4 separate regions of the Mus musculus genome follow, and all the other regions are linked to region 3. A link is a contact called in public Hi-C and promoter capture Hi-C data. All regions are on one chromosome and are shown on one strand. The core of a region is the stretch at or near the end of the contact, and the rest is flanking DNA. Distances in the headings are between cores, read along the strand shown.

What was found. Promoter capture Hi-C pulls out the DNA fragments that hold promoters and counts their contacts. A called contact is a pair of places that touch in the nucleus more often than the background predicts.
Region 1: a promoter capture Hi-C map of hippocampal neurons shows a contact between it and region 3, with 8 times the contacts expected there. The contact joins the promoter of 4930429C20Rik here to the promoter of Gfra2 in region 3. A contact is called at or near these places in 13 of 39 promoter capture datasets (the 3T3-L1 cell line, the HPC-7 cell line, cranial neural crest and 9 more), 1 of 484 Hi-C or Micro-C datasets (embryonic stem cells), 7 of 115 datasets of contacts at active chromatin or transcription factors (embryonic forebrain, embryonic hindbrain, embryonic stem cells and 4 more) and 3 of 9 other capture datasets (adipose tissue, embryonic stem cells and liver).
Region 2: a contact with region 3 is called in a Hi-C map of nephron progenitors, with 4 times the contacts expected there. The contact joins the enhancer-like site here to the promoter of Gfra2 in region 3. A contact is called at or near these places in 3 of 39 promoter capture datasets (hippocampal neurons, liver and stem cell-derived epiblast-like cells), 2 of 484 Hi-C or Micro-C datasets (both in nephron progenitors), 4 of 115 datasets of contacts at active chromatin or transcription factors (embryonic forebrain, embryonic hindbrain, forebrain and 1 more) and 1 of 9 other capture datasets (embryonic stem cells).
Region 4: a promoter capture Hi-C map of pre-B cells shows a contact between it and region 3, with 2.4 times the contacts expected there. The contact joins the promoter of Ccar2 here to the promoter of Gfra2 in region 3.

What each region holds. Positions count from the first base shown.
Region 1 is chr14:71,419,619-71,426,824 of GRCm38.p6, reverse strand. 4930429C20Rik (RIKEN cDNA 4930429C20 gene) reads right to left here and starts at 5,813. Exons shown (of 2, transcript NR_166771.1): 1 at 5,571-5,813; 2 at 5,201-5,473. Gm41203 (a long non-coding RNA gene) reads left to right here and starts at 6,358. Exons shown (of 2, transcript XR_874811.1): 1 at 6,358-6,534.
Region 2 is chr14:71,804,903-71,811,719 of GRCm38.p6, reverse strand. No RefSeq gene overlaps it. Among named protein-coding and RNA genes, the nearest start is that of Gm34998, 38 kb to the right of the region's middle. Within about 2 kb of position 2,744, at least 11 of the 459 cell types and tissues checked have an H3K27ac peak or open chromatin away from gene starts, as enhancers often do. A contact at or near this core is called in nephron progenitors, where this site is marked.
Region 3 is chr14:70,887,876-70,895,411 of GRCm38.p6, reverse strand. It overlaps Gfra2 (glial cell line derived neurotrophic factor family receptor alpha 2), which reads right to left and starts at 5,305. Exons shown (of 9, transcript NM_008115.3): 1 at 4,518-5,305. The coding sequence starts at 4,557.
Region 4 is chr14:70,151,801-70,159,408 of GRCm38.p6, reverse strand. It overlaps Ccar2 (cell cycle activator and apoptosis regulator 2), which reads left to right and starts at 5,618. Exons shown (of 21, transcript NM_146055.3): 1 at 5,618-5,782; 2 at 6,652-6,745; 3 at 6,945-7,036; 4 at 7,438-7,529. The coding sequence starts at 6,688. It overlaps 9930012K11Rik (RIKEN cDNA 9930012K11 gene), which reads left to right. Exons shown (of 7, transcript NM_001112735.1): 1 at 1-77; 2 at 1,755-2,230; 3 at 2,610-2,750; 4 at 2,891-2,993; 5 at 3,133-3,248; 6 at 3,456-3,559; 7 at 4,133-5,004. The coding sequence starts at 29. The coding sequence ends at 4,241.

The sequences.
Region 1 (7,206 bases), core at 4,564-7,063, 530 kb before region 3:
AGGTGGGGTCAGGTCCGGAAAATGAGTTTACTCAGAGCCTGTCTCCTTTCCCTATGGATCTTACTCCCCTGCGGGGATGCTGCCCTTACTGGGGAATGCGGTTTTGCTTCATACCAGCTGAATTCTGGTACCTCAGCCCCTAGTTTGACTAGAGATCTGAAGAAATACAAAATGAAATAGAAATGGCAGTACCCTGGCTTGTTTGGCAGCTTCCAGGCAGCAGCAGTGGTGAGGAAAGACATCTCACGTGAGTGAGGTTAACTGGCTTCAGCTTGCTGTCTTGTCTCTGCAATGGCTTCTAGCAACTATTAACTCTTTTTAACTTTTGAAGAGCGTATCTACATTCATTATCTCAGTGTTTGATCATGAAGAATATTCCCCGACACCCCCAGGTCCTCTCTTATAATTTCACTTTGAGTATTTGAGTTTTATCTTCATAATCTAAAATGAATAATAAAAATGTATTTCATACAATATAAGTACTTATAAATGAGTCTGTCAAATTGGTTTGATACCCAAGCTTAAATTTGAGCTAATAATCAAAAATAAGAAATATTGTGCTAGTTTTTTTTTTTTTTTGAACTAATGAGAGGAGAATAATGCTCAGTTACCAGAGGCCAAACACTGTCACTCAAAACAACTGGTACTAAAGCAGCCAGCACCATTGCAAGGGACAATTCATTTCTTTAAAAATCTGACTCCTTCAGTTATTCTGTTTATGTGTTATTGGTTTTGTGATTTTGTTTTTATTTGATTTATGAATGTTATTTGTTTTCGTATAATCATGTAAGCATGTCTACTTTTAATATCTATAAATATATTAGTGATGATGCTAGAAAAGTCATTCATATCAACATAGAGGAGAAGAAAGAGAGGGATGGGGGGAGGAGAAGAGGAGGAGGGGAAAGGGAAAAAATGAAGGAATGAAAGAGCAAAGGGTGGGTGACTCCAGTTGACTAACACCCCAGGTCAGATAGGTCGCATGCACTTCCCAGGTGGCATCACAAAGCCAAAGTAACTGGCCAGAAAGTGGAACTCTAGGCCAGCACACACCTGTTATCAATCAGTTTCTTTCCAGACAAGGGTGGAAGAAATGATAGAGCTTAAGCATAAGAGACTGCACCTGCCTAGTGTAGGAACCTCTCCTATGATAACTCTGTCAGCAGATAGTATGTCAGCCTTGACTCAAAAGGAATCAGAGATGCTCTATAACCACACCACCATGAAGCCTCAGCACACGGGACTTGTAAATTGGAGATAAAGGTAGGGCGACTGAGCCACAGTCCTGCCAGTAGCACAGATAAGCACAGGTAGCATTTGCTGAGAACACTGTTTTAATTGGTTCCTCACAATGCCATATTACCCCTCCCACCTCACTAATTCATTTTTTATTTATTTATTACGTATTTTCCTCAATTACATTTCCAATGCTATCCCAAAAGTCCCCCATACCCTCCCCCTCACTTCCCTACCCACCCATTCCCATTTTTTTGGCCCTGGCGTTCCCCTGTACTGGGGCATATAAAGTTTGTGTATCCAATGGGCCTCTCTTTCCAGTGATGGCCGACTAGGCCATCTTTTGATACATATGTAGCTAGAGTCAAGAGCTCCGGGGTACTGGTTAGTTCATAATGTTGTTCCACCTATAGGGTTGCAGATCCCTTTAGCTCCTTGGGTACTTTCTCTAGCTCCTCCATTGGGAGCCCTGTGATCCATCCAATAGCTGACTGTGAGCATCCACTTCTGTGTTTGCTAGGCCCCGGCATAGTCTCACAAGAGACAGCTATATCTGGGTCCTTCCAGCAAAATCTTGCTAGTGTATGCACCTCGCTAATTCTTATTATCCATTCTTCATGAAGACTTTCTGTCTTGAACAGGAGAAACACCTTCTGCGGATTAAATAATGCCTCCCCCAATATGTATGTCAATTTAATACCCCAAACTAGTGTTACCTTCTGCTGAGAAAGGAGCTGTGTGAATGTGAGTAAATTAAGGATTATGAATAGGGAGGTTATCCTTAATCATTCCGGTGGACTCCATATAATATCTCTTGGGAAAGGGTGACCACAAGGGTCTAAGGTAGAGATAAGACTATAAAAGCCGAGACGTTAATGATGTGTTTGTTGGCTTTGAACATAAAGACAGTCATCACTGAAAGCTTGGAAGTGAAGGCACAAGATCAAGGGTAGGTTGCCTGGAGCTGTTACCTGCCTCACTTTATCTAGTTACAATCTTGCAAGGAGGAGTAGCCAGTAGCTGACAATGTTACAGATGCTGATCAGGAAGAGAACCTTAACAGTGAGAAAATCATTGTAGATGAGATGATTCCAGTGGAAGGAAACACCATTGCTGCATTGGAAAGCATGGGGACAAGCCTACAAAACAAAACAAAACAAAACAAAACAAAACAAAGCAAAACAAAACAAAAACAAGGAATTGCCTGGTTATTGATAAGTTCTATTCATGACCCAAGAAGGGATAATGAGATCCAAGAAACTCAAGGCTAAGTAAGCAAACTAAGCAAGATGCCCTTACATTTTCAATGGCTAAAATATAAACTTGCCAAGATGCCCTTCTACTGTGTAGTAGTATGTTTCATCAATCATTAGACTATTCATAAAAGGTGGATCTGTTACATTAATATCAAAGCTCTGGTGAGGAAAATTTTGTGTCCCAGGAACATAAGATGGGGATGTTTGGGTAAATGACTCTTAGCATGTTAGCTCTGCCAGCTCTGCTTAGCTCTGAGAGCTGGTTGCAAAGACTCATGCTTCCCTGGAAGGAGCTAGAATTTTTGTTATGATAGTAAATAAAAGATGGAGACATTCTAAAAGGCAGCAGGTACCCCCCCCCCCCACAAGAGCAAACTTTACTTCCTTTCTTGAAAACAAGGTTGATAACTAGGATTAATCTGAGTAATAAAGAAGGAAAATGACTCTGGTCTACCACAGAGATATCTAAGAATTAGCCAATTTGAGTTAGGGCTAGGCATTTAGAACTAGTACTGGATTATAAAGATGCTTGATCAAGAGGCCCCTACTACAAGAGGAATAATAAACCAATTGAGGCTTCCTTGTTATAAAACATCCTAGGGAATTGGGAAAGCTTTCTACTGGCCTATGAAGTAAGAGAATCTCTTAGAAACCACCTCATCCTCCAAAAGAAAGCCAACACTGGTGATATAGAAATGCCTGAGTTGTCTGAGAAATAGGAGGGATGAAGAAGCAAAGACAAGCAAAGACACTAGATAGGCTAAAGCTGAAGCCAGGGGAGGCAGGAAATCAGGGCTTGCAGAATGACCTAGAGGCCAGGCAAAAAAAAAGTCCTTGGGGGAATAACAAGGGAAGGTTTACAAACCAGAGTGTGAGGGAAAAAAGAGATAAGCCAAGATGTGGCTTATCAGCAATACTCCAAGCAGCAGCAGTGGAGGATGAAGGGTGCTCACCCTATCTACTTGCTTTCCCTTGTTTGGTAATACAACCTGTGCCCATATTCAGGTTCAATACACATTGATGGGAAGGAAGGGCCTTTCAGTGCTATAGCAGGTTTGAATTATACTGAATTCCTTAATTTTTCCCCAAGTTGATCTGTGACAGGATACTGAGAGAAGGATTCAAGAAAAGCATTTTGAGGATTATTGATCCAGGTCTGAGTCTGGTATTGCTAGTCAGAGATACTAAATGCAATGCTAATTAGATACCCCATTACACCTAAATTTAGAGAAATCAGGTAATAAAAATATGGGAAATGTGTGTTCATCAGCTTTGAATAGCAGAAGGAAGGAGCTCTACTGCACTAACAAACTACAGTGTAGTCTTACTATTTGGATCCTGCAACCTGGAAGATCATGTGGTGCTGGAAATATCTATGATGGAGGAAAATGCAAGATGGAGTGTGGAGGAAGAACAGAGGACAAATCATATGATCCTGGGATTCTAGACCAAGGTTATGCCAACTACAGTCAAGGATTATGCATCTTTTAAGAAAATTGTTCCTGGTTAGTTCATATTGTTGTTCCACCTATAGGGTTACAGGCCCCTTTATCTCCTTGGGTACTTTCTCTAGCCCCTCCATTGGGGGCCCTGTAATCCATCCAATAGCTGACTGTGAGCATCCACTTCTGTGTTTGCTAGTCCCCGGTATAGCCTCACAGGAGACAGCTATATCAGGGTCCTTTCAGCAAAATCTTGCTAGAAAATGGCCTAATCGGCCATCAGTGAAAAATGAGGCCCATTGGTCTTGCAAACTTTATATGCCTCAGTACAGGGGAACGCCAGGGCCAAGAAGTGGGAGTGGGTGGGTAGAGGAGTGGGGGAGGGAGGGTATGGGGGAGTTTTGGGATAGCATTGGAAATGCAAGTAAAGAAAATATCTAATTAAAAATTTTAAAAAATAGCAAAAAAAAAAAAAAAAAGAAAAAGAAAAGAAAAGAAAAGAAAATTGTTCCTGGAATAACACTGGGCCCGATAGAGTGAATGCTTGGTCATAGGACACAAAGTGACCAAGCACCCTCCAGTAGGGTTGATTTTGAAGTTCTGCAGGACCTGCCAAGTCCTAAGTCAGACAGCAAAAGTCATCATAATGAAAAATGATGCATCTAAATAAGATCCATACAGGCTGTGTGTGCAGTGAACCAGAACTCCATGCATGTCAACAGCCACAGTCACAATCAGCATCCTGTTACCCAAGCTGGATCATACCCAAAGCCATGTATAGGGAGAGGAAAGGCCCAATCTTGGTTCCTATATGGGCTGGTTTGACACGTATGTGCAAGCCAAAAATAGATGGTGGTTTAATTATGTCTCCACTCACAGCTGCCAGGAATACTGTACAGAAGGAAACATTCTCTATGTGTGGAAACATGAGCAATGTTCCTATATGTCTGTACATACACAGAGAAGAAACCCAAGATAATTCAAGGAAATATACAAATTACTGGGCACTGTCCAACCTCCCAGTCAGTCTCACTAACATTATCTAAATGCATGCTTCTCATGACATAACACAAAGATTTAACCAAATGCTGAGCTGGATAATAGGCAGCAAGTCAGCATGTTTCTTAGAACATCAACACCCCATGTGAGCAGGAAGGTATAAATTCCTGTCTTAGGTTAATATATTGGGTATAGAAGCTATATGAACTGGGAACAGCTATGTAAAGTTAAGGGACTTTTTTCCTGCTGAATTAGCATCTCCTCCTATGGATTTCTACATATGGGTCTTTATTTGGTCTTTCATCTCTAAGCAGAATGAGTCTAATCATCTCTTGTTCATCTTTCAGATACCTAGAGACAGTGCTGTTCCCAACCAACAATCCCAATCTTCAGTTGATTTTCTTTTGCACCAAGTTCTTCCTTCCACTGTTAGGTAAATCACCTTTCTCTTTCCTCCAGTTGTCTGGCATCTTCTGAAACCAGGTACCCATACTGGCTCCTGACTGACTGACAATACAGGAATCCAACGTTCAGGTTCATCTCAAAAGAAAAAAGATCATCTTCATTGCAGCCAATGTCACATAGATTTACCCTAGCAGTAGTCTCACTAACAATCCAGTTTGATCTGGGCACCCACCATGATGTTTTTCCCAAAACTTCATCCCTGGTGGTCACTCCTATGCCATACATATGTAGCCATTTGAGTGTGAATTTTACCACTGCTTTGCAATTTGAGTGGGCAACCTATACATTTGACATTCTCACATGGCCTTTCCATGTTAGGAAGGCCTTCTACTCACTCTCTGCATATGGCTGTGGCAAAACAGAGGCAACTGCCCCCTTTTCACTTCCTAGACACCCCGAGTTTACTCACATATCTGATGGCTCTTTTCAGAAGAGGTTTCCAGGCCCTTTGCTTAGCCTTAATTGCCCTATATGTCACAACAGTTCTCAGTGATTCAGTACAGTTGTAACCAAGGAAACAGAAGACACTAGGAGGCTACTAGGAAAGCTTCCCTCCCATGAGATACTTAATAAGGAGAGAGAGGAGAGGAGAGGAGAGGAGAGGAGAGGAGAGGAGAGGAGAGGAGAGGAGAGGAGAGGAGAGGAGAGGAGAGGAGAGGAGAGGAGGAGAGAGGGGAGGGCAGGGAATGGAAAGGGAGGGCTGAGAGAAGGAAGGGAAGGAGGGAAAAGAGAAAAGAAAGGAGGAAAGGGGGAAGCAAAGAGACCCCTTCCATCACAGCTACGGGGTGTCTATCTGCACACCACACATTTGGAATACCTTAGTATCTTAAAACCCTGAGGGATAAGATAGGGGAATAAGGAGAATAAGAAAAGGGTAGAATAAAATATTAAGATAGTCAATGTTGAGATGGCAGATTAAATTATTTTACTAAAATATTTAATTTTTGTTTGTTTTGCAGTCAGGGGAACTTGTTTGTCAAGACATGCATGTAGGTGATCGGAGTTCAAATTTTCCTCTGAGATATATTACTGGACTGTAATCTGAGCTCTTGATAAGGCCATTGAGTTGTAGACTTCACCAATATGGAGCCACAGTGCGCTGTGACACTCAAATGCAGGATTGAGTCCCTCATTGTGTAAGTGGTCCCCAGCCCAGAGCTCCTCCTCATTTCTGGATATCAGTGATTGGAATTTTCTTTGATTTCTAGAGCTACTTAGTATTCACACTATAAATCCCATTCAGATATTAGATTTGTCACATTGGTTTCTGTGGCTTGACACTGGAACCTGAAGGAGGTCCTTTTTATGAGATAAAGAGGCAAATGTGAGAAGGACTGCTGCACACATGCCACTTAGACTAAAAACAAACAGTCACTTACGTATATGGAGGTACATTAATTGCCAAAATTGAACTAATGAAAGAGACATAATTAGCTTCTGAGAGCAGAAGAAACCAAGTTGATCTCCTAATGAGGGCTGAATAGGCCTCTCATTAGCCACATGGCTGAGGACAGACATGGGGTGCTGGGCTCAGAGAAAGCACCTAAGGAATGAACAAAGCCCTAATTGCAGATGGGTTCAGGATGCCCTAGGTCCTGCATACTCCAAAGTACTTTCGATTGCGGACATTGGAGTGCCACTGACGAGACAAAACAGTCCAGTTAGGTTTAAGAGACGGATGTTTGCCCACTGCCCTTCCTCTAATCTACCAGCCTACCCCCTTCTTGTCCTTTTTGTCTTTTCCATGAAAGGGGGACTACAGTTTGCCCCAGGAGACCTTTGTCTATCACATCCCTGAGCGCATAGCA
Region 2 (6,817 bases), core at 1,495-3,994, 920 kb before region 3:
AAGAGGTTCTGCTATGCACACGGAGAGGGCTCTTCTCCTTTGTCTTTGATGGGAAAGCCTTGAACAAGTCACATATTCCCTTACAGAACCCTCATTTCTATTTCTGCAGTGCAGACATGTACCTAGGGTTTCTGCCTTCTTCAATAGCACTACTATGCATGCTTTCAATTCCTTGGGGGCTAAAACATCATGCTAACACCAGGTCTCACCGCCACCAGTGAGAACATAGATATAGCTGAGGCTTTGACTAACCTGCACTCAAGTTGGTACCTCCACAGTGGCACAGATTGCATATTGTCAGAACACCCTGCACCTGGCACTGCCTGAAGTGAAGCTGAGGATTCTTGGCCACAAGGCTGCCTTCGGGACAGAGGCTGAGCTCAGAACTCCTGGAGGAAAGGCTTACTAGACAATATCACTGGCAATATTCCTCACTAGACAGTATCACTATACAATATCTATTTAGCAATGGCACGCAGTTGCTAGAGTGGTTGAACTTCACACACGGATTTTTTTTTTCCTTTGCAGCTCAGTGAAGAGAAACAGTCAAGGCAGGTCAGGTTAGTATATTGGGGTGTAACAGAAAATAGACATTTGTCCTATGGCCCTCTTTGCCTCTCCTTACACTGCAGGTATCATCCCAAGAGTCTCAGTTTGTCCCAAGAGGTACCCAACTCTTACTTGGGCATTGGTGACCTGCCTCCCCAGGGATGAAGCTCCACTAAAACCAGGAATATCTTTGCTTTTCCAAGTTCATACCTTCTATCTGATGCAAACATACACATTTTACCCTGGGGTTCATGCAAATCAGCACATCTAGGGATGCTCTGAAAATGCTCAAACTCTAGGCATCCAGGCCACCATTTTGAACTGTAGCTTAGTGGCCCACACTGAAGTCAGATAAACTAGTCAGTCCAGAACGAGCCTTTATGTAAGAGATTCTGGTAGCTCTGGGAAATGACACAAAGGATGACCGCCCCGACTGTGAGGATCTGGTAGGCTGCCTTTCCTTGCTGGTGTCCGCTAGCCTGCTGGTTTCTATCTGTGGTTTCATTTTAGACTCAGTGTTCATGAGCACCTCTGGATGACCAGTGACCATTTCACATCACTAAGATAAATGATGAACCCGGCATGCAGGCTGGTAATCACCACTCCCAAGCAGTGGAGTGCTGCAAGAACACAGGATACAGGATGCTTAGAGATCAGGACAGTGCCCACCAGGCAGTAACTACTGTTCTGAAAGCCCCAGGGCCAGTGTCTACTTTCCCATGCTCTCTCTCTCTCTCCTCTCTCTCTCTCTCTCTCTCTCTCTCTCTCTCTCTCTCTCTCTCTCTCTCTCTCTCTCTCTCTCTCTCTCTCTCATGTGAATCTATACCTCTGGCTTTCCGAGTCTCACACGCTATCTCCCAATGTATATTCTCTCTATAGAAAACCTTGTTACCCACTCACACTATGTGATGACATTCACCTTGGAAATTCCCCTATGCCTGCAAGTCTCCCAGGAGAATGGGCTACATGTATACACCATTATCTACGAAATACCAGGAGTATAGACAAAGCTGTTTGTGGAAAGTTGGAGAGATACCCTAAATCCACTGGCTAAAGAAGATATAAGGAATTGTATGTGTCTAGAAGCTTTCTTTAAACCAGAGGAAAGGGGAACTAGGGTGGAGTTTGATAATTTTTAACTGTACGAAAGGAAAAATTGGTGATTAGGCAAGGTTCACAAGGACAGAACTGAGAGGGGAATATATGTGTGTGTATTACTTTTTTCTTTTTTTATTACTTATATTTTTCATTTACATTTCCAGTGCTATCTCATAAGTCCCCCATACCCTCCCACCCCACTCCCCTACCCACCCACTCCCACTTCTTGGCCCTGGCGTTCCCCTATACTGAGGCGTATGTATTATTTTTAAGGAGGATTTATTGGAGTTCCAAAATGGCTACCTGCATGACTTTTCCTATCTAGGGAAAAGGACAACTGTGGACTATCTTTCTTCTTCATCTCTTTTCTCCTGGGCAGTTTTCACAGGTAAGCGCTCTCTGTCCCTACAAAATATTTCTCTTCACTAGCACTCTCTCACATGCTAGGCTTCTCTGAAAAAAAATTAAAATCCACACATACATGGGTGCCTTTTGTCAATCCTAGGCTAATAATCCAGCTAGTTTGACCATTTCTACCAACTATCGCACATGGCATACTCTAGAGAAGGAAAAGTCACCTTTCTCCACAATGGACGCCAGTGATTGACTGGAATGTATCTGTCAGCAGCACTATAAGGAAGAAGAGGAGGCTTGGTGGATAGTGTCTGACACTGAGATGGTGGGTCACAAAATTAGAGAGGAAAACCAGGGGGCAGTATGTTGGTGGCAGACACTCAGGCTGTTGAGGGGACAGGTAATTGAGGCTTTCAGGAGTGGGGGGTGGGAGGGTGTCACCAGCCTGGTCCCCCATGTCGAGGAGAGCTGAGGAACGGCTGTGGGAGTCACTGAGCCGCTCAGAGGGAAGTGAACTGGATTTCTATTTCTTGTTTGCACTGTTAAAATGTTCCTTTAATGTGAAAGCCTTTCTGTTAAATGGAGGGGAAAGAGAATTCTCCGACAAGTAGAGCTGTAAAACAAAGAGAACAAAAGCAGGAGGCGTCTGAAATGGGTTTGTTGCTATAGATATAGGGAGACAGATAGCAGCGCTGATGGATGGATGGAGACAGTACTTATAGCTCAGAGGCTGAACACAGGCTAAAGGAGACAGCCGAAAGAGAGGCGCGCGTCTCCAGAACTTCCGCTGGGAGTCAAAGCAAACAGCTCAAAATAAAATAGCCAGGCCAGGTGTCACTTACAGGCGAAGTGCTGAGAAAAGGGACACCAAAAATAAGGCACAATTGGAAAGGACTTTCAGCTCATCTCATTTAATGGGAATGTCCCCTGGGGTCAGCTATAACAACTACAAGATAGCAAAGACGATCCAGAGGAAGACAGGACCATCTCAAAGCATTGGATGGGAAATCAGAGAACATTTTAGTAAATAAATCCAGGAGTTAACTTCCTACGTTCAACCTAGTTACCCAAAGGCACGCATGGTCACACATGTGCAAACAAACATTCAAAAGGTAAGCAATAAGCTACAATAGCAAGAGGCACTCAGAAGTAAACCTGTCTTGCTATAGATAGGGAGGAGAATAAATTTTTGAGGAACCAATAAAATGAAGCTACTCTCCTACAGGAATGGGACCAGTTACTGCATCAAAGGTGACCTATAGCCACATAAGGCATATAAATTCCAGTCTTTATAGAGTATTCATTCCTGCTGCAGGTAATTAAATCGTGGGGGCATGTCTCGTAAACTAGAAAGGCTTCCCCATAAAGTCTTCAGGCGACTAGATTGAGGGCAGAAAGATCCAACCAGAAGCCCACGGCAGGGCTAAGGGAGCCATCACCAGCCTGAGCCTACTGAGTGGTTTCTCCAGTCACATCCAGTGCCAGGTATATTGTAAACAAAAGCCACTCTATGGGATCCACCTAGGCAACTGGAACAGACCACAGTCCAGCTTCTAAAAGCTGGGGTTTGGGGTAGAAAGAAACTATTCAGTTTCCACTCTTCTCTCTTTGATGTTGTGAAAATCCAATTCGCCTGCCCAACACACAAGTCTATGCTTAGATCAACCTTAGTGTTGATTAAACAGAACACTGGACTCCATGTATTATTAAGCACCTGTAATCCTGACACCCTGGAAGCAGAGACAAGGAGAATAGCCATTCCAGAACAGCCTTGGAGACAGACACAGTGAGATTAAGGCCAGGCTACATAAGAAGGTCTGCGGGTGTGGGGATGGTGGGCAGCAGGGCTTGGGGATGCCTGAGGGGAGAGAACAAGAGAGGGAGAACTTGATCTCAAACCAGTTTCTTCCATGGGAGTCCAACCCTGAGTTTTATGAACTTGTTAACTTAGCACTTAAGGTCTAGCTAAGTGACTTTCCACACAACTTCAAGGAGCAAGAGTAGCTGGAGTGATGACGCCCTCTCAGCAGCAGCCCTCCATGTGGCACCTATACAGGTCCTGCCCCATGAAAGTAAGTAGGTAGGTTACTATGAAATGAGTGAACCAGGACCCAGACAAACCTAGAGCGCATAAACCTTTGGGTCAGGCAAGTCTTCCTATAGCATGCCTTGAAAATAGATAGCCTCAGCATCAGGAAAAGGTGAGAGATCTCCTCTGTGTAATTACCCTGCACTTGCACCTCCTCCACTCTGCCTGAGGCCCAACAAGGCAGAAGCCAAGTGCCTTTTTCCCTTGATCCTTCCACCAGCTCTGCTGATGGAAGAGCAGATTGTTCAGGTCCTCTCCCCAGCCTGCTCATATGCCATTTCCAAACAGCTTTTGCTTGGATCATAGTCACCACCTTCTTCTCCTTTCCCCTTTCCTGATGTCATTCCTTGCTCCCACCACCCTGCTGTGCGGCCTAACACAGGTCCTTCTCCTACACAGTGTGCATTTCACTTCTTGGTTTTCCTCTTTTTCTTCTTCCTAGAAGGCAGGCTTTGCTTCTGTCCTTTGATTCACTGCTTTATCCAGTTCTTTGGGAGGACTTTTAAGCAAATGAGGGTAGAATGAATACATGCCAATGGTTCTCAGACCTGAAAGTCACTATTTCTTTCTGCATTAGACCCCAAACCCCATTTTCATGCAGTCTAGGAGCCAGGTCAGGGGTTTTGCCTGCATCAGAGTGAGGACTGACAATCTACTTGCAGGTTCCTACCTCTGGTCCATGCCAGCCAACTTCCTACTCTCTAAGCTGGATGGTGTTAGCTCCCACCGTTCAGTACTTTGTGTCTGGATAGTCATCTTCCTATTGTGATCTCACATGACATTCTTGGAGGGGACAGTCTAAAGAAGGGCAAGGTGTCAGTATGGGTTGTCCCCAAATCCTTCCTATCCATATGCCTGGATGTCTCTGAATGACTTCCTTCAGCAGATTGCTTGGGGAACAATGAGTAGGGAGAACACTGAGCAGAACAGCTACTCACAAGCTGTGCGTTGCCCCGCCCACTACCTTCTTGAGCTTCTCCATTAAAACTCAGATAAGACCTATCGGATAACTTGCTGAAATCACACAGCAAGAAAGAAACAGCTCAAATCTCGATTCCCTGGACTGTGCAGGCCAGACTCTTTCTAAAGGAGCTGTCTTGACAAGAGGAATCCAGAGCAACGGGAAGATGATTTATTGTATATAAATTGCAATTTACCTTGAGGCCTAATTTGCATATGACATTCAGTGCAGAAAAAATTTTAGATATTCTATTAGGCTGGGGAAAAATCTAGCTGAAGTGATATGGACATGACTCCTGAGAATCCCAAGAGAAGACAAGGAATGGAGTCATTCATCTAGAGCCTCTGACCTTGTTTCTAGAGTACACAAAGATGGGGGTTTCAGGACCATCCAAGGCTGGAGAGGGAACCATTCCCATTAGGAGGAATCTCATCAATATTGGTGAGAAGAATGTAGCAGGGTGCTGAGCCCACACATCTGCTTTTGAAGGCAGCAGAGGTGGATGAGTTGTTCCTGACCGATAAACCAGATATAGGATTCACAGATACAGCCAAAAGCTCTAAGCTAGTGGATGGCCAGAACCCTCTGGCATCAAGGACAGATGCTAGGACAGGAGGGCGGTAATGGGTGACACATGACAGGAAACAGAGGAGGGGTAACCTGAATGTCATCCAGGATTCCACACCAGCCCTGTATCCTCTTCATTCCAAACAATCCCTCACTTCCCATGGGAGATTGGTGCCTGCTGTTGTAACAACAGCTGCTTGGTAAAAGTCACACTACACTGACCTCTCTTAGCTCCACCCAGCAAAATCACAAATCAGGCAGCCTCTAGGGGAGCCATCCTCTGGGTAGAACATTTCTGGCTCTGCTTTAGAAATCCAACTCCCAGTCAGTTTCTGCCTCATAAGCAGACCTGCCCACGTAGAACCTAGACATCCTCCTGGCTGATTTATGCCTTTAATACTGCCAGCTTCATTTAGCCAGCCTGGAAAACACATCTCGGTGCATGAAACTGGAGCTTTTCTTCCCTCGTCCATACTCACTGGGCATTAATTTTCAGAGTAGATTTTTTTTTCTATTGCTTTCAGTGCTCCTTTGTGGAAAAGTCTATTCTCTCTCAGACAACGTGCACAATGGCCAAAATGGCCACAGGCTTTTCTCATGCCTTCATCTACAGGGAAGACAACTAGCAGGCAGGTTGGTACACTCTGGCAGGAGAAGGCTAGAGGTACTTTTTTTTGAGACCTCAATATTCCCCACAAAAAGTTCCACAACCGAAACAGCAATGGAATAGCAATTATCTCCCCTCCATCCACAGCCAGATGAAATGATAGCACCCAAAACATTCCCACCCACCTTGCTTCATCCAATCAACCTTCACATGTGTACAGCAAAGCTCATATAAAGGCTTAGAAAGGTCTCCTTCTTGCCATCATGGCTGCCAGGTAGTGAAGTCTCCACAGGGGAGTTTCTTATGAGATACAAGAGCAGGAGAGTGAAAGATGTTGTAGATTTCATGCTTATCCCAAGATATCTTTAATCATTTCCCTCAGAAACAGGCTGAAGAAAGACAGACTTGATGGCTTGCAAGCCCTATTATCTCCCCAGGTCCCCTGGGGCTCAGTTCATTTTCTTCTCACGGATTCTACACGAGTTATACATCAAGCCACGCTCTTCACATTCTTCTGCTCTTGATCTGTTTCATCTTGCCTTTTCCTGTATTTTTTCTTCTTGTGTTGTTCTTCCTTTTTCATATTCCCTTT
Region 3 (7,536 bases), core at 4,056-6,555:
CCATCCAAGGCTCCAAAAGTCAGTTAACCCTCAGAGCCTGTCTGAAACTTAGGAAGAACTCAATCAACATCAAATTCCAGGGAAGCTCGGGTCCAACTCAAGGTCACACACAGAGAAGCAGCAAGCCCCCTCCAGCCCCTCAGTCTCGTCATTTCTGTTATCATTAGGCCTTTAGAAGACAACCAGAGACAAGCCTAACTCAATCCAGGAGGCCCAGCAGAGAGAAGCAAAGACCCCTTTCGGGCCTTGCCTTTCTGTATCTGCCAACTTCACACCAGACAGAGGCCTGGCAAAGTGTCTGCACGGGCCAAGTTCTTCCCCAGCTCCCTGCAAGAGAGACCTCATTAACCAGAGCACAGGGGCAAACCCACTCCCCGTGCTGCTTCCCCATCATGACCTCTCCCATCTCTATCTCCCATCATCTCCTGTTTCCTGTCTCCCAAGGGTTCTGTTCTCAACCGACCTCACCACCTTTTCCTTTTAAATGTGCTCTCTCTCTCTCTCTCTCTCTCTCTCTCTCTCTCTTTCCTTTCCTTCATACACTATTCTGAAATCCTGTCTTTTTTATATATCCTTCCTAAAGCAAATTAATAAATCAACTCTAGAAAGAAAAGACTTCTCCTCCTTTGGGCCCTGCCTTCCAGCCTGAGTATGGCTTCAGCCCACTCCCTCTTATCTGCCTCCCACAGTGTCCCCAGAAGGGAGGGGCCTGAGGACTGGACATGAAGGGCAGAGAGAAGCTGGCCGGACCCTTTCAAAGCCAAGCTTCCAAAATGGTTTCCTCCAGACACAGGCGGCATCTTCCTGTCTCCCTGTCCTTCCTAAAGCCCTAACTCCAGACCCTGCCCCCTCAAAAAGCCACATCTCTCTGCCAGAGCAAAGACTGCCTTCTGCAGGACCCAAAGAATAATTTGAGAGGCTTTCTCCACTCCCTCCCACCCAAAAGAGAATAAAACTCTAGGTCAGTCATCCCTTCCTCAGAATACTGCAGAATCCCCCTACTCCATCCTCATTCAGAGCTGCCACGCTCAGGCCTTCTCCCTAGGAGGCCCTGCTCATGGGGGAGCTACTGCAGGGAGACAGCGACACCTACAGGTAGAGCTGCACACAGCAAGCCTGTCACTCCCCAGAGCTGGGAGGGGCGGGGGGGGGGGGTGAGGGGGATCATTCCCAGTTGGAAACAGCAAAGGAGATGAAAGGGAGTTGGCCTCCCGATGGAGGAGGCTCCAATTACAGCAAAGGAAAATTTCTTCTCTTGCTGACCAAAACCCTGGCCCAGAACAGAAAGAGCGGAAGGATGTAACCACACTGAAACAAGACAAGTCGTAGAAACCCCCATACAAAGTGGAAGTTGCTGAAAGCAAGGTCTGCCCAGGCACTAGCCTGAGATGTGTCCTCCACTACAGCTGAGGTAGCAGCTTTCTTTCAAGGCTTCAGCAGATTCCTGCATCCCTTTACAGGACTCTAGTGCCTCTGGGCCACCCAGGAACAGCTGAACTACCACGCCCCCAACTCGCACCTGTCAGCTGCTCTCAGGCAGCCAGCCAGCTCTGCATTCTCTCTGACTTTGTCCCGGGGTTCCATAGGACTTCACCTTCCACCTGATTGAGCTAAAGGTTTAACTGCCCAAGCGGAACACAGAATGGGACATGCTGGCACTCTGGCTGGGTCTTCTATGGGCTCAGAACTTACACGAGTTTAAAGTCAGTCTTGGCCTGCCCTGCAGCTGAAGCCAAAATCTCCCTTGATATCCTTAACACAAGCCTTTACTGGCTCCCACACCAGTCTCAAAGGGCTTCCTCATCCTGTCAACTGATGTTCATGAAGGGCAAGAATAGTTTCTGCAGAGGACCAGGACATCCTTTTGATCATTGTCCCTATCTCTGGGACTCGGCTTCAGAACTCCCAGAATCAACCAAGCCCAAGCAGAGAAGGGAAACACAGTAACCGGGAGAGGCTAGCCAAGAATCAGAAGAAAAGGCTACCTTCGTGGCCTGGAGGAAGAAAACCTGGAATTATCAAGAATAGACAGTGTGGACCAGTTCCAGGGAGTGCCAGGGAGGGGAAGGCAGAGGTCCACATTGCCCTCCTGTGTCTACAGTCCCCTCAACAGCCAGAATGTGCTAGAATACCACGGGGGGCCTGGTGCTCTGCCCACTCTGTTTCCTCTCTCCATGGCATCCTATGCCAACCTTGGAAATCTGGATGGTTGGGTTTAAAAGCCCTTTCTCTATAAGGTAAGTCCTCTGACATTAGGTCTCACTCAGAACCTTTGAGAAAGGCATCTGAAGGGGGCGGGACATGGCCCCAGCCAAACTGCTGATTTGAGACTGAAATCCCAAACTGCTAAGGAACCGCCACACTAAACAGACTTTCCAAGTGGTTCCCAACTATATAGTCATCTAGCCAGGAAAAGGCTTTTGGATTTAAGTTTCCTTCACACCATTCATCCCAGCCTGTCAGAGCTTTTCAGACTCCCCTGGCCTGCCATTCCCTTGAACCCTTTGCCCTGATTTGGAGAGGGACTTTTTGAGGGATAGGGGACTGAAGGGGCATAACTCAAGGAGGCATCAGGCAACCCCCTCCTCCTCCACTTTCCATTTCAGCCCTTGGGGAGCAGGCAGTGGCGGACATCTCTGCTCTCGGCTCATAATCTCTACACACATACGTGCAAATACGTGTACACACCCATTATGGGCAGGACGCCCATTGCCACATCTGAGGAGAACTGACTCCTCAGCTAGGATCACCCAATGTGCAACATGGGGTCTGATACTGGAGGGTATTGTGCTCATATACCACTGCCCCTCAGAGGGGGGCCCCTATACTTGGAAGCATGCATCCTTTATGAGGGAGGGGTGTAACTCAACAGCAGGCAATCTGGCCACTTTTTACCTGAAATGCAATGCTTTCTTCTTCGCTCTGATCATTCTAAGACCCTAGAAAGCTACGTTTTCAGACCATTAATGAAGATAAGGTCAAATTTTGTGACAGTTCATTCAGAATGAGAGTTCACTTCCCCCAAGGCTGCTGGAAAGGGATGAAAGTGAGCCCAGAGCATCTTCTACCCTCCTACCCTGTCCCTCCCACCCACAGGGTTACTGACATGTGGAGAAAGCAAGTATGGTGAAGGCCACACCCCAGGGCAGGGCTATGTCCCCTGGGAATGCATAGCTGGGAGGTAGAAAGTCTGTGAGCAAGCAAAGATACAGCCAATATCTATTCACCCTGACTACAAATCCCCTACAATCTGGAGGGCACTTCTTAGACCATGCATATCTTCCATAAGCAAAGGCTACCTCCCTGTCTGGGCTATCCAGAGCCCTTTTCTGCTGAAGGTAAAGGTGATTTCTTGATCCCTGCTTGGTAGCCAGTTCATTCTGGTCTACCAACAAGCAGAACAGCACCTGGACTAAAAGCAGATGTCACACACACACACACACACACACACACACACACAAACACACACATTTTCCAGAATTCCCTACCAGTAACCTTGCCTGGGAACCCTGGGTCCACACATAGCCTTTAGCTTTGAAAGCATCTTTTCTTTACCTGTAAACTATTCCTAGACCTTGCTTCCCAAGCAGCTGAGATTTTACAAAGTATAAGGGGAGGTGGGGAGGCGCCTGCTGGAGCTCAGAACCACTGGGCAGCCGCTCCTCCCTGTCACAGAGGGAGGGGGCTTATGGGGTGAGCAGTAAGTGGTCTTTGTTAAGATCTGTTTTCTCCCTTTTCCTGCATTCCCCCGCACCATCTTCTTTCCAAGGAGCAAACTTTGGCCTCCTCTTTCCCGTGTCACATGCCCTAGGCCCCTGGGTTGTTGCTCTTGAAGGCCTTGAACACCCATTTGCAAGCCTGAGCTCCACCTACCCATCTGGCTTGGAAAGGGAGGCCGTGGGTAGGGAGAAACTTGCAAAGTGCTACAGAGAGTGGAGAGATAGGGTGCGTTCCTGAGACTGATTGGCAAGTAGGAGGTGACTACAAGGACTCCCCGCAAACGTCCAAACCAAGACCTCCTGCCGAAACCCACTGACTCTGAGAGCCTTCCAGAAAGGAGGGGCAGGCTTGATAGCGTCCCGCCAGCCTCTCCCCATCCTTCCTTTCATTCACACCAACAGTTGCATTTTTTTCCTTCCTAAGTTGTTGCAAATTGAACCCATTATTTTGAGGGAAATGAGCGCTATCACGGCCTGCAAGTAAGAGTGTGTGTCGGGGTGTGTGCGCGCGCGCGGCACGGGAGTGCGTGCGGAGATGGTTTGAATGTTGGAAGTCTCCTTCTCGGTCCTCCGCGCAACCAGCTAGCCGCTGCACAGCTCCCTCCTCTAGAGCCTCCCAGGCAGTTCGGCTCCCCGGAGCCCCAGGCCCGGGCTCCCAGCCTGGCGCGATCTCCCGGTGTCTCCCACGGCGCCCTGCTTGCAGCCCCCAAGCCCACCCCCGCATGCCCAGCTTCCAGTGGGCGACTGAACGCGCGCAGCCCCTTGTGACCCCCAGACTCGCCACCTGCAGGTACTCACCTAAAAAGAAGAAGAGGCAGAAGGCGTTTGCCAAGATCATGTTAAATAAATCCCACAGTTTTGTGTGTATGTGTCTTTCTCCCTTAGGTTTAAAAAATAAAAATAAAATAACAACGGTAATAATAACAGCCAAGCAATGATAACGACCCCCAAATCCAATGCGGAGATCCCGCCAGGCGGCCGCCGGTTGAAGATCCCGAGTCCAGGGATTCTCGCTGCTGGCTGGAGGGGGAGGGGTGGGAGGCGGGCGGTGGGCTGCCTCTCGACGTCCCCCCCTTGCCACTGAAATCAAACACACGTAGCTATGTGTCTGGCTGCCTTCTAAGCCAACAGCCTGGTCCTGAGGTCAGCCCAGCCCTTCGCTCTCGCGGCCGGGAAGGCGCGAGTCCCCGTGGGTCCAATTCCCCTGCACTTCCCAGGAGGGGACTGGAGAGGTGGGGGCGAGGCGATCTGAAAGTGAAGGACTGGAAGAAAGCAGCGAGGGAGGGGGGTCAGAATAAATGCAAATAGGAAAGAAATCCACCGACGGATGGGAGCAATCCAGTAGAGCTTCTAGGACGGGAGACCAGAGTCGCTTCTTTGGCACCAAGACGAAGAAAAAGATTCAAAATAAAAAAAAAAAAATCTTCTCCCGCTATCCCTTGCTTCGGCTCACTTTTTCTAATGGAATTCCAGTGCCGGTGTGCCTGTGCTTGCGTGTGTCTTTCCTCCCTTCCTCTCTCCCTCTCCTCTCCTCTCCTCTCCTCTCCCTCGCTCTCGCTCTTTGCTCTCGATCTCCGCTCTCCCTCACTCTCCCTCTCTCTCTCTCTTCCCCTCCCTACTCCCTCTCTCCCTGCTCCTCCCTCCGCCCGCCTGCTCCCTCCCTCCCCCTTCGCGGCTTCCTCGCCTAGGCTCTCGCGCCTCGCCCCTCTCCTCTGCTCGGGGCTCAGCGCCCCGGCTCCCTGGCGGCTGGCGGCGCAGCGCGCGGGAGCGCGGCGGAGCAGCTACACTCTGCAGCAGCAGTGGTAGCGACTCGGCGGTGATGGAAGCTACACCGGAGTGGCGCTGGCGCCCAGGAACACTGGCCTAGGGGTGAGCTCCACCGCTGGCTCCCTCGGCTCAACTGCCCGCCCTTGGGACCAGCCTGCTGCCTTGGCCGGAAAACCGACTAGATCCCCCGGCCAGTGTCCACGCTCAAACCAACGAAGCCTCCCGCCCCCTCCTCTCCATGCAATGTCTCATCCTGGCTAGGTGAAGGCTTGCGTTCTCCAAGTGCTCCTGCCCCTGCACTGGACCCCCAGAGCCATGAGGTTTCGGAAGCCTGAACGAGGTTAGGGAGACACTGAGGCCCGGGTGCTGGAGCCATCCTAGAGGCATGGGGGCAGGGCAGTAGAAAAACCCAGGCGTGGTGGTCCAGGTCTGAAAAAGAGAGCACCACTCTGCAAGCTGATGTATTCCTTGTGGGGAGCCGTTCTGAGAGTCTTCCCAAAAGCACTAGGGAACCCAAAGACGCCCTTGTAGGCCAACCCTATCTCCCTGGGTCTAACCCCGCGCTCCTATTCGTGTGTTCTGCATGCAGAGCTCAAGAACTTTTACCGCACACTAGTGACTCGCTTGCCACCCCACCCCGCGCGCGCTCCCCAACACACAGGCACACACACCAGCTCTGCAGCCATTCCAGACACCTCTTCCCCAGTTGGTCTCTCCTCCCCTGGACCAGAGAGAAGATTGTCTAGGGGTCCCAACTTCCTCCTCCAAGGCCAGTGAACCAGCCAGAACTGCGCGGGAAAAATCCAGCCCGGGTTGACACCCCACCCTACTGGGGAGCCCCAAAACAAGGGACACTCAGGCCTCTGCTTCACACCCCCTCCCCGCACACAGAGATCTCCTGGACTCCCTAGAGCTAGTCGGGGAACTAAGGCCACTCCCGGTTCCCGAAGCTGAGGGTGGAGACCCTTCCGGATGGAGACTCCTCCCCAAGCCGGGAAGGGGGACAATTTATCCATCTGTCTTTGGCCCCAGCTCACCGGCGTAATTTAGTCATAGAATTTACAATAAAAGCCCAGAAGCCCCGAAAAAAGAAGCGTCTGGCTGGAGAAGGGTTGAAGGCGAAGTGAGGTTGCTGACCGAGGTGGCAGGGCGGCAGACAGGCAGTACACATGTCTCAGCGCCCTCGGGATCATACAGCCCACGCACACCCGGCACCCTAGTTCCACGCTTTTCTCTGACACACCTTCGGCTGCCCTGGCATTTCGCACTCCTATGTCTTGCATGCGACTCCCGGAGCCAGGTTTAGGCGATGCTTCGTCAACTTTCCACGTTGCCAAAAAAAAAAAAAAAAAAAAAAAAAAAGCTGTCACCATCTCAAGCTTATTTGGGAGTGTCTTCTAAAATACATTGTTAAATATTAAGGCGGTGGAATAAAGGAAGTGGTAGTGTGTTTAGTGTGAAGAGAGGGGGTCACTCACAAAACCAGCAGCCTTAGCTGCTAGTGGGAAAGCTAGAGGGAGCAACTTCCATCTTGTGGATTTAGGCGGGAAGGCACAGAACAGGCGTTTCATCTGGCCATTGGGAGACAACGATCCTAGACCCTACACCCAAAAATAACACCACTGTGACAGCTGGGTAGGGGAGAGTTCCAACGAAAAGTGCCTAAGCAGCAGCAGGGGAGCGTTGGCTTCTCTCGTCAATCCTCCATCCCTCTGCTGTTTTTTACTTCCCAGAGTCCCCTAGGTTCTTTTCAAACATTGGGGAACTTACACATCTGATGTAGGTTAGAAGATGAAAAGCAGTGAGATATACCTCTAGAAACTCTTAGCCCAGAAGCCAGAGGCTGGATGCTTCACCACTAAATATATTAAGCCTCTTCCACTCACTCACCTACTTCCTGGCCCTTCTGTAGATCCAGGTGTTACCCCACCTCCCTTAAAGGCCTCTCCTTCAAAATTAATGCTAAGCAATCCCGCCATTACTCAGACCTTACCTTCGGTTAGCCTTAGTTGAGTACTAGGGGGAGAGGGTTCTGGGAGAAAAAAAAAAA
Region 4 (7,608 bases), core at 4,369-6,868, 740 kb after region 3:
GCAGCGGTTTCCACGTCTGGAACACGCCATGCTGAGCCGGCGCCGCGTCTTTGCGGTGGAGCGACTTGGCGGCCGGGGTGAGTCGCGTTGCCTCCCACCCTGGGGTCGTCTCCTATTCTCCAGCCCCGCTCAAGCGGCGTCCACCGGCCGCGCCCCCTTGCTTCCTTGCTTTGAAGGAGTCGAGTGAATAGGCTTGGGACGCCATACACAGCGCAGATCCTCCGGGATTTGCAGGCCAATCACCCATCACCCACATTCTATGGTCCGTCGTCTCCTTTCCCCCTAATTCCCATTGTGGAAGCTTCTTCTATCCGAGGTTGGGTGGCTCCGATATTCTTGCCCCAGCCAGCAATCCTGCAAGCCCCTTGGTGGCCACAAACCCATTTCTCAGGGATGGTTGCCGGGTTTAGGCTTCCTGGTACACTTCCTGATCCAGAGGGGACGGGCTGGCATCCTCTTCCCGCCAAAGCTGCCCAAGCTTCTGCCCGATGCCCATAGACCACCTAGGCCATCATAACCCCTGGCACAAAGGTGGTAATAAGTGGATGCTAACCAAAGGGGCGAGGAGATTCGTGCCTATAATCCCAGCACTTGGGAGGATTCGTGCCTATAATCCCAGCACTGAGGCAGGAGGAATACTGGGAGTTCAAGGGCAGTTGAGGATACAGAGTAAAACACTGTTTCAAAACAAACAAAACAAAACAAAACAAAACCAAAGTCAGTTTCCTTGTTTTACTTAGTTTATACTTAAAAGGTTTTTGTTGTTGTTTAAATTTTTTACTTTTGTCTGATTTACCTGTGTGGACTGGATGGGGAAGTCAAACGAGGGGCTCAGAGCCCTTGGATTGGAGTTTCGAACACCCATGTAGGTGCTGGGAACCCAAGACCCACCCAAGACCCACCCAACGCCCATCTTCTGGAAAAGTAGTATTTTAAAATACTGAATCATTGATCCAACTCCAAAAACTTCCATTTGTCACATGATCATCCTTTCTTGCTTAAAAAAACAAAATTATTCTAAATGATTATAATTGCCAGCCGGGCATGGTGGCACATGCCTTTAATCCCAGCACTTGGGAGGCAGAGACAGGCGAATTTCTGAGTTCAAGGCCAGCCTGGTCTAGAGAGTGAGTTCCAGGACAACCTGGAACACAGAGAAACCCTTGGGGAGGGGGCATTGTTTTTATTGCTGCTGCTGCTATTTCTGTTTTGCAGTGTGAGGATGGGACCCAGTGCCCTGTGTGTGCACTCTCTGAAAGCTCTCACAGGGTCACATCTCAGCCCCAGTTGCTGTCATTTTTACCAGTGTCCTCATAAACTCTAGGCGATACCTCATTCTGCTTCCTGGTGTGTCAGGGACTCCAGATAGCACTGTGTAGCCCCGTCCTTCACTTCGCTCTTTCTCCCTCCCATATCCAGGAAGTCCGAGGCACTTAGACTTGATTGTTTCAGGTGAATCTTAGTTAAGGGTCTCTTAAGCTATCTGCATTGCTGTTTGTCATGACTTGCAAGGACTTTGCCTACCACATGCTGGAAGTGTAGGTTTCTGTTGGCTGTCAACAATTGTTATAAGAACCCTATCTATACATCTTCCAAGCAAGGCTGGAACTTTATCCCAGTGGGGATGGGGTTGTCCTGTGTCTTTGTTCACCACTGGTACAGGACACACCTCCTCAAGGGAATGCTGTTGAGTGCTAGGAATGCTGGAGGCGTTGAGGGCATCCTGCCCAGCTTGATACGGATTCTCCTTACAGATGGGGCCTTTGAGGACCTGGCACAAGGCTGTGTGGTGCCAGGAGTCACTTGCACCTACAGACGGATACCAGACAACACTCACGAATGTTCACTGGACTTCAGGGAGGGACAGAATGAGCTGAGAGGTCTGGAGAGACAGATGCCACTTCTGAAACTGGCTTCCCAGGACTCGGGCATGGAGATGGTTGTTGGGGACAGCTCCTTGGCTACCTTATCAGGACTTTCTCAAGATTCTCTGAACCTTGAGCCCATGGGGAGCCCTGAGCTGCCTCCTGCTCAGCTAGACCGGCTGCTGGCCAGACAGAAGCTGGAGGAGGTGCTGGAGAGATCTCGAGAGTTTCCCAGCTTGTCTGCGCAGCGTGGCCCCCTGCAACTGCTGAACAAGCCTGTAGATGGAGTGCCCATCTTTGCAGGAGAACAGGAGTCCACGGAGGCAGACACTGAGCTAGAGGCTGGTCTGGAAGAAGCAAAGGAGGCGAGTATTCATCTTGGCTAAAGTGCAGTGGAGTGGGGCAGGGTGGGGTGGGGTGGAGAAAGCCCTGAGGTGTGGCTCATGGGGACCCTTCCCCCCATTTTCCCTGGAGCTCTCTCGGGGTGGGGCATCCCTTGTCCCTAATTGATGGTTGTGTCATTGCTTTCTGTCTCACTTCGCACCCAGCAGTATGTAGCCACCCCCACAGAGGAGGCAGACAGGTATGGGTGACATGCTCAGCTGGCCACTGGGGAAGCCAGCCAAGTGTGTCTTTCTTGGCTTGTCTGCTGTGTTCCATTTTGTTGGCTCAGTGCAGCCTGACTACCCAGAATGGGAGTTTTGGCTGACTCTGAAGGTCTTCCTACCTTAACGTGTCCCACAGGTTGGTAATATGGAGTCTGCAGCCTGTACCTGCCTTCCAGGTCAGGGCTTGCGCTATCTGGAACACCTGTGCCTTGTGCTGGAGCAGATGGTGAGGCTCCAGCAGCTGTACCTGCAGCTGCAGACCCAGAGACCCTCTAGGGTGAGTGATGTACAGGTGCAGGTGGCCAGGTCAGTTAGGGAGGAAAGTGGGGGGAGGGTGGGACCCCTGGAGCATGAATGCCTTCTGAACAGCCTCAGCTTTCGAGTGAGTCTCTGCTTGTTCCATCTTGCCTGCCTCAGGATCCTGAGGAGGAAGTATTGGCTCCAGCTCTTTCATCATCACATATCCCAGACAATAGGGTCCAGGAGCACAGAGAGGAGCTAAGCCAGACAAAGGACCCAGGTAAGGGGCAACTGTGTCTTCCTCTGCATTCTGCTGCCTATGTGCCTGCCCAGGGTCCCATCAGCAGACCCCTAAACCGTAGCTTAGTGGGGCTGCTTCCTGCTTGTTTCTGGCCCCAGATGATGTAGTTCTCTTTCAGAAGGTGCAGAGGCAGCTTCACTTCCAGAAGTGGGGGTGCTTGTCACCAGCCCCTCTAGGCTGCCAGAGGCCTTGCTGGAACCAACCCACATCCTTCCACCCTCCCAGGAACCCAAGGTAGTGATGGATATATGTGGAGCAGGTAGTAGAATGGTGCAGGGTGGGGGAACATGGGAATGTGTAAGTGCAATGACAGGGAAATGACAGGATTGCTGTTTGGAGCAGGTGATTTGCTTGGGCAGTGAAGTTCCTGGTAGCTTCATTAGGGATGTATAGTATATAGATGTACTATAATAAGATGAGCCCTTATTCTCTGTTCAGCAGGATCTCTCCCACTGGGATAAGGTCAAAGTTCTGCTCAATCGGCTCCGTTGGAGGAGCCCTCGACTTCCTGAGCCTCCTGTTCCCCCTGATGGTTCTGGATCCAGGTGAGTCTTGTGCCTGATTTAGATTTAGGCAGTGGGGAGAGACTGCTGGGCGAGGATGTTGGTAGTGTCCTGTCTTGTAGTTAAGATGCCCCATTTGGCCGGGCTTGGTGGCGCACGCCTTTAATCCCAGCACTCAGGAGGCAGAGGCAGGCAGATTTCTGAGTTCGAGGCCAGCCTGGTCTACAGAGTGAGTTCCAGGGCAGCCAGGGCTACACAGAGAAACCCTGACTTGAAAAAAAACAAAACAAAACAAAACAACCCCCCCAAAAAAAACCCAACTAAACAAAAATATGCCCTATTTGTTGGTGAAGAGACAGAAGATGACATGAGATTGGGAACAGTGGCTTTCCCGAAGCCACTACCAGATTGTGGGCGGCATGTTCATCCTCACGTGTCAAGCCCTCACTCCTTACCACTGAAATTTAGGGGCTGGTAAGGTAGACACACAGGCAAAGTATTTTACTGTAGGTGAAGTCTGTCTGTCATGGTTGGCAGCTTCTCCTCAGGAGGTATGCAAAGCTTCTTGTCTGTTTTCTTTCTCTTCTTGTCTAACTTTCCTTTGCTTTTCTATAGGATGGAGTTTAGAAACCTCTCTGACAGGACTCCGTGCCATTCCCAACGGAAGACCTTTATACCAGCATTGGTGGTTAAGAAGCCACGAGCAAAAAATCTTTCTGTATGACCTCTTGGTGTACCTGGTGACCTTGGGAAGAAGTCCCTCACATTTTGGCTTACTGCTGCTTCTCTGCACTGCCAAGAAAAGCTATTGGTGCTTGCTCCTCTTCAAGGTGAAGGCCAAATCCATCTCTAAGCATCGAAGCAAGGAGCCCTGGATCCCCAAGAGGTTCCTGAGTGCAGTTCCAGCACTCTTCCAGGGCTCTTCCTCCTCATCAGAAATCTCTGGGCTTAGGCAATGTGAATTGACTTATTTATCAGGTGCTCATAGAGCATGTTTAGTATGGGAGTGTGTCAGCATGTTGCAGATGTAAGTTTATGCAATCTTTGTTGGACTTCCGTCTGCCCCATCTGATGGAATCATTCGTCCAAAGGGTTGGTGTTTGGGGTGTCACTGGAAGGATGGCACCGATCTTCATTCCACAATGAACAGTTACTAATGTGGACTTCTAATGTCTTCCTCATACCTGAGACGGCAGCCCTAGGACCAAGAACAACATTGCCTTGGGTACCTTTGTAGTGAGTCACGGCTCTGGAGTACAGCCCCTGAAGGCTGAATGAGGGATGGGGGGAAGGTCAAGAACATTGAGAGGAACAACACATAACTTGCAAGGTCAACTCTAAGATGCTGTGTTCTATCCTGGAGTTTAACCATAGCGAAGTCTCTTAATTTCTGAGCCACAGCTTCCTACTTGGGACCATGATACCCACCTTACCTACCTCATAAGCTTGTTAGGAGGATGAAGTAACATTAAACATTCTCAATGTGTGCTGTGACTGTTAAATGACCTGGGAAGGGTGTGATGCTGGAGGCAAACAGGAGTGGGGAGATGGGAGGCCAGAAGTTAAAGGAAGGTGTGTGTGTGTTCACTGTTAATAGTTGTGAAAATAGCCACATTTCTGGCAAGATTTTGGATAGAGCCACTTCATTAAGATCGTGTACGTTTCATATTTGAGAGTCTGGGTATAGATTTCGGATATGCTTACCCCTTGCTGATGGTGCAGTCAAGAAAAGGACAGGAATAGGGATGGGGGTGGGGTGGGGTGGTCATTGGCTTTAGTCAGAAGACTATCCCCTGGAAATGGACCCCCAGTAGGCACGCTCCTCCTCTAGCCAATGGAGGCCCTGCTTCTTTTGTTGCTGTAGTCTTGGGGGTTAGTAGAGCACAGCAGGGTGTGTAAGTGGTAGTCCCCTTCCTTGTGTTTGTGGGAGTGGGTCCAGTTCCAGTCATTTTGAGACCTGGAACCAATGGTTCGAGCTTACTTTTCTGATGGGACACTTGAGAGAGGACACCACCGAGCTCGGCTTCCGAAGGCATTATCGGATCTGGGAAGGCGCACTTCCGTTCCACAGTTGGAGCGGGATGGCAGGCTGGTGTGGGGGAAGGGAGAGGTCGATGGAGAAGAGGGAGGTACCATATCCGGGAGAGTGGCAGCTTCCGACCAGTGGTCTCTCTTCCGGAGAGGCGTTTCCGGTGGTGGTGGCAGCGGCGGCTGCGGTGGTTCCGGGTGTCTTTGTCCCCCTGGTGTCGTGGCCCTGGCCCGCAGGTGGGTTGGGGGCCTCCTGCTGCGCCCCCGCCTCTCCGTCTCTCTCGGGTGGCGAGGCTGCGGGGTCCGAACGGCGAAGATGCGCCAGTCGCGGAAAGAGCCGAGCCCCTCTGGACTGCAAGCTCCGTCGCCCTGGCAACGGCCTCGGCCCTGGGGGCGGGCGGGAGGAGGAGAAACCTCGCGCCGTGAACCTCCCACGGTGGCTTCTCGGTGGCCCGGCCCGGAAAGCTCTGCGCAGGCGGCTGCGGAGGCCGGAGCCTAGGGTCGGGACCTAGGAGGAGGGAGCGGCGTGCAGGCCGCTTGGCGAGGGCCGGCTGGACAGCTCCCTTCCCACCAGCGGGTCCTAAAGACGCCTGGCGGGCTTCCGGGGAGAGGGCCCGCATCACCAACCCGCTACTCGCACCTTTTATTTTTATTTTTTGCCCCGGCCCTGCGTGGAGTGTTCTGGCGGATGTTTTTGAATGAATGAATGTCACCGGAGCTCTTCCAGCCCCTCACTCCTCCAGCTTCTCTAAGGGGTGCCAGTGACATAGTGAAAGGAGTGCTAAGTTGTTGGGAGACCTGGGTGTGAGTCCCACTCTGTCACTACCTGGTTTTGTGGCCTTGGGCAAGTCTCCGGATCTCAAAGCTCCAGTTTCCTTGTCTGTAAACCAGCATGTCACTAGCACCCACCACTAGGTTATTGTGAGAACAAACTGGAGTAACGTTACTACCAATTTCATCTCCTCTACATCCTCTCCATTCTTCCATTTTAGGACCCACCTCTTCACCTTAAAAGCTTTACTTAAGATTTTCTATCCCCCCTCCCCCTCCCCAATAGATGGAAGTTTTCCATTGGAGCTGCTAACTTCTTTCTGTTTTGATTGAAGGTTTCCCCCCAAGACCTTGAAAGGACAGTATTCCAAATGTCCCAGTTTAAGCGGCAGAGGATCAACCCACTTCCAGGGGGACGCAACTTCTCAGGTGCTTAACTCCTTACTGGTTACACTCAGAACATGCTCGAGACTCAGTTTCAAAAACTATGGCTCTTGGGTGTTTTTCTGAATGTCTGAGTAGCTGATTGGAGCCACCTAGACCTCTGGGTTTATAAGATCCTCTGGCTATCTTCTAGTGCTTCGGGTAGTAGGTGCAATTCCTGGAGATTGCTTCTCTGTCCCCATAGGCGCAGCTTCAACATCTCTTTTGGGCCCTCCCCCTGGTCTACTTACTCCTCCTGTGGCCACAGACCTGTCCCAAAATGCCAGGCACCTTCAGGTATGTTGGGTGCTCTTTCTAGCGAGTTTCCCTTTGGGGCGACCCTAGTATGTTTGGATGCCTGCTGTGTGTTGTTTCTTGTGTTACAATGGTTTTTTGTTTGGTTGGTTGGTTTGGTTTTGTCCTGGTAGTAGGCCAGTGTTGGGGAACGCAGACAACTCTTAGGTTGGGGAATCTTGAATACCTGGCTCCAGAGAGGTCTTGGTGCGGTTTGGATGAAGTCAAGTATTAGCGTCTGTCCTCTTCACAGATAGGCTGTGTGCCCACTGGTTTTCTTCCCATGTGAATTTTCCTGTAATACCACGAGCCGAGTCCCTGTGGCTAGAGATGAGGCCCTAGTGACATAGCATGATTTTGTTCAGGTCACTTCCTGTTGCTTTTGACCTATCCTTCTCTTGCAGAGTGGGGAAAAGCAGCGAGTCTTCACAGGCATTGTTACCAGCTTGCATGACTACTTTGGGGTGGTAGATGAAGAAGTCTTTTTTCAGCTAAGGTAGGCTTGAGGCTAGTCTGTTCTCGGAAAGGTTGTTGCATTTAGTTCTGTCTCTGTGCTGGTGGGCCCCCTCTTTAAA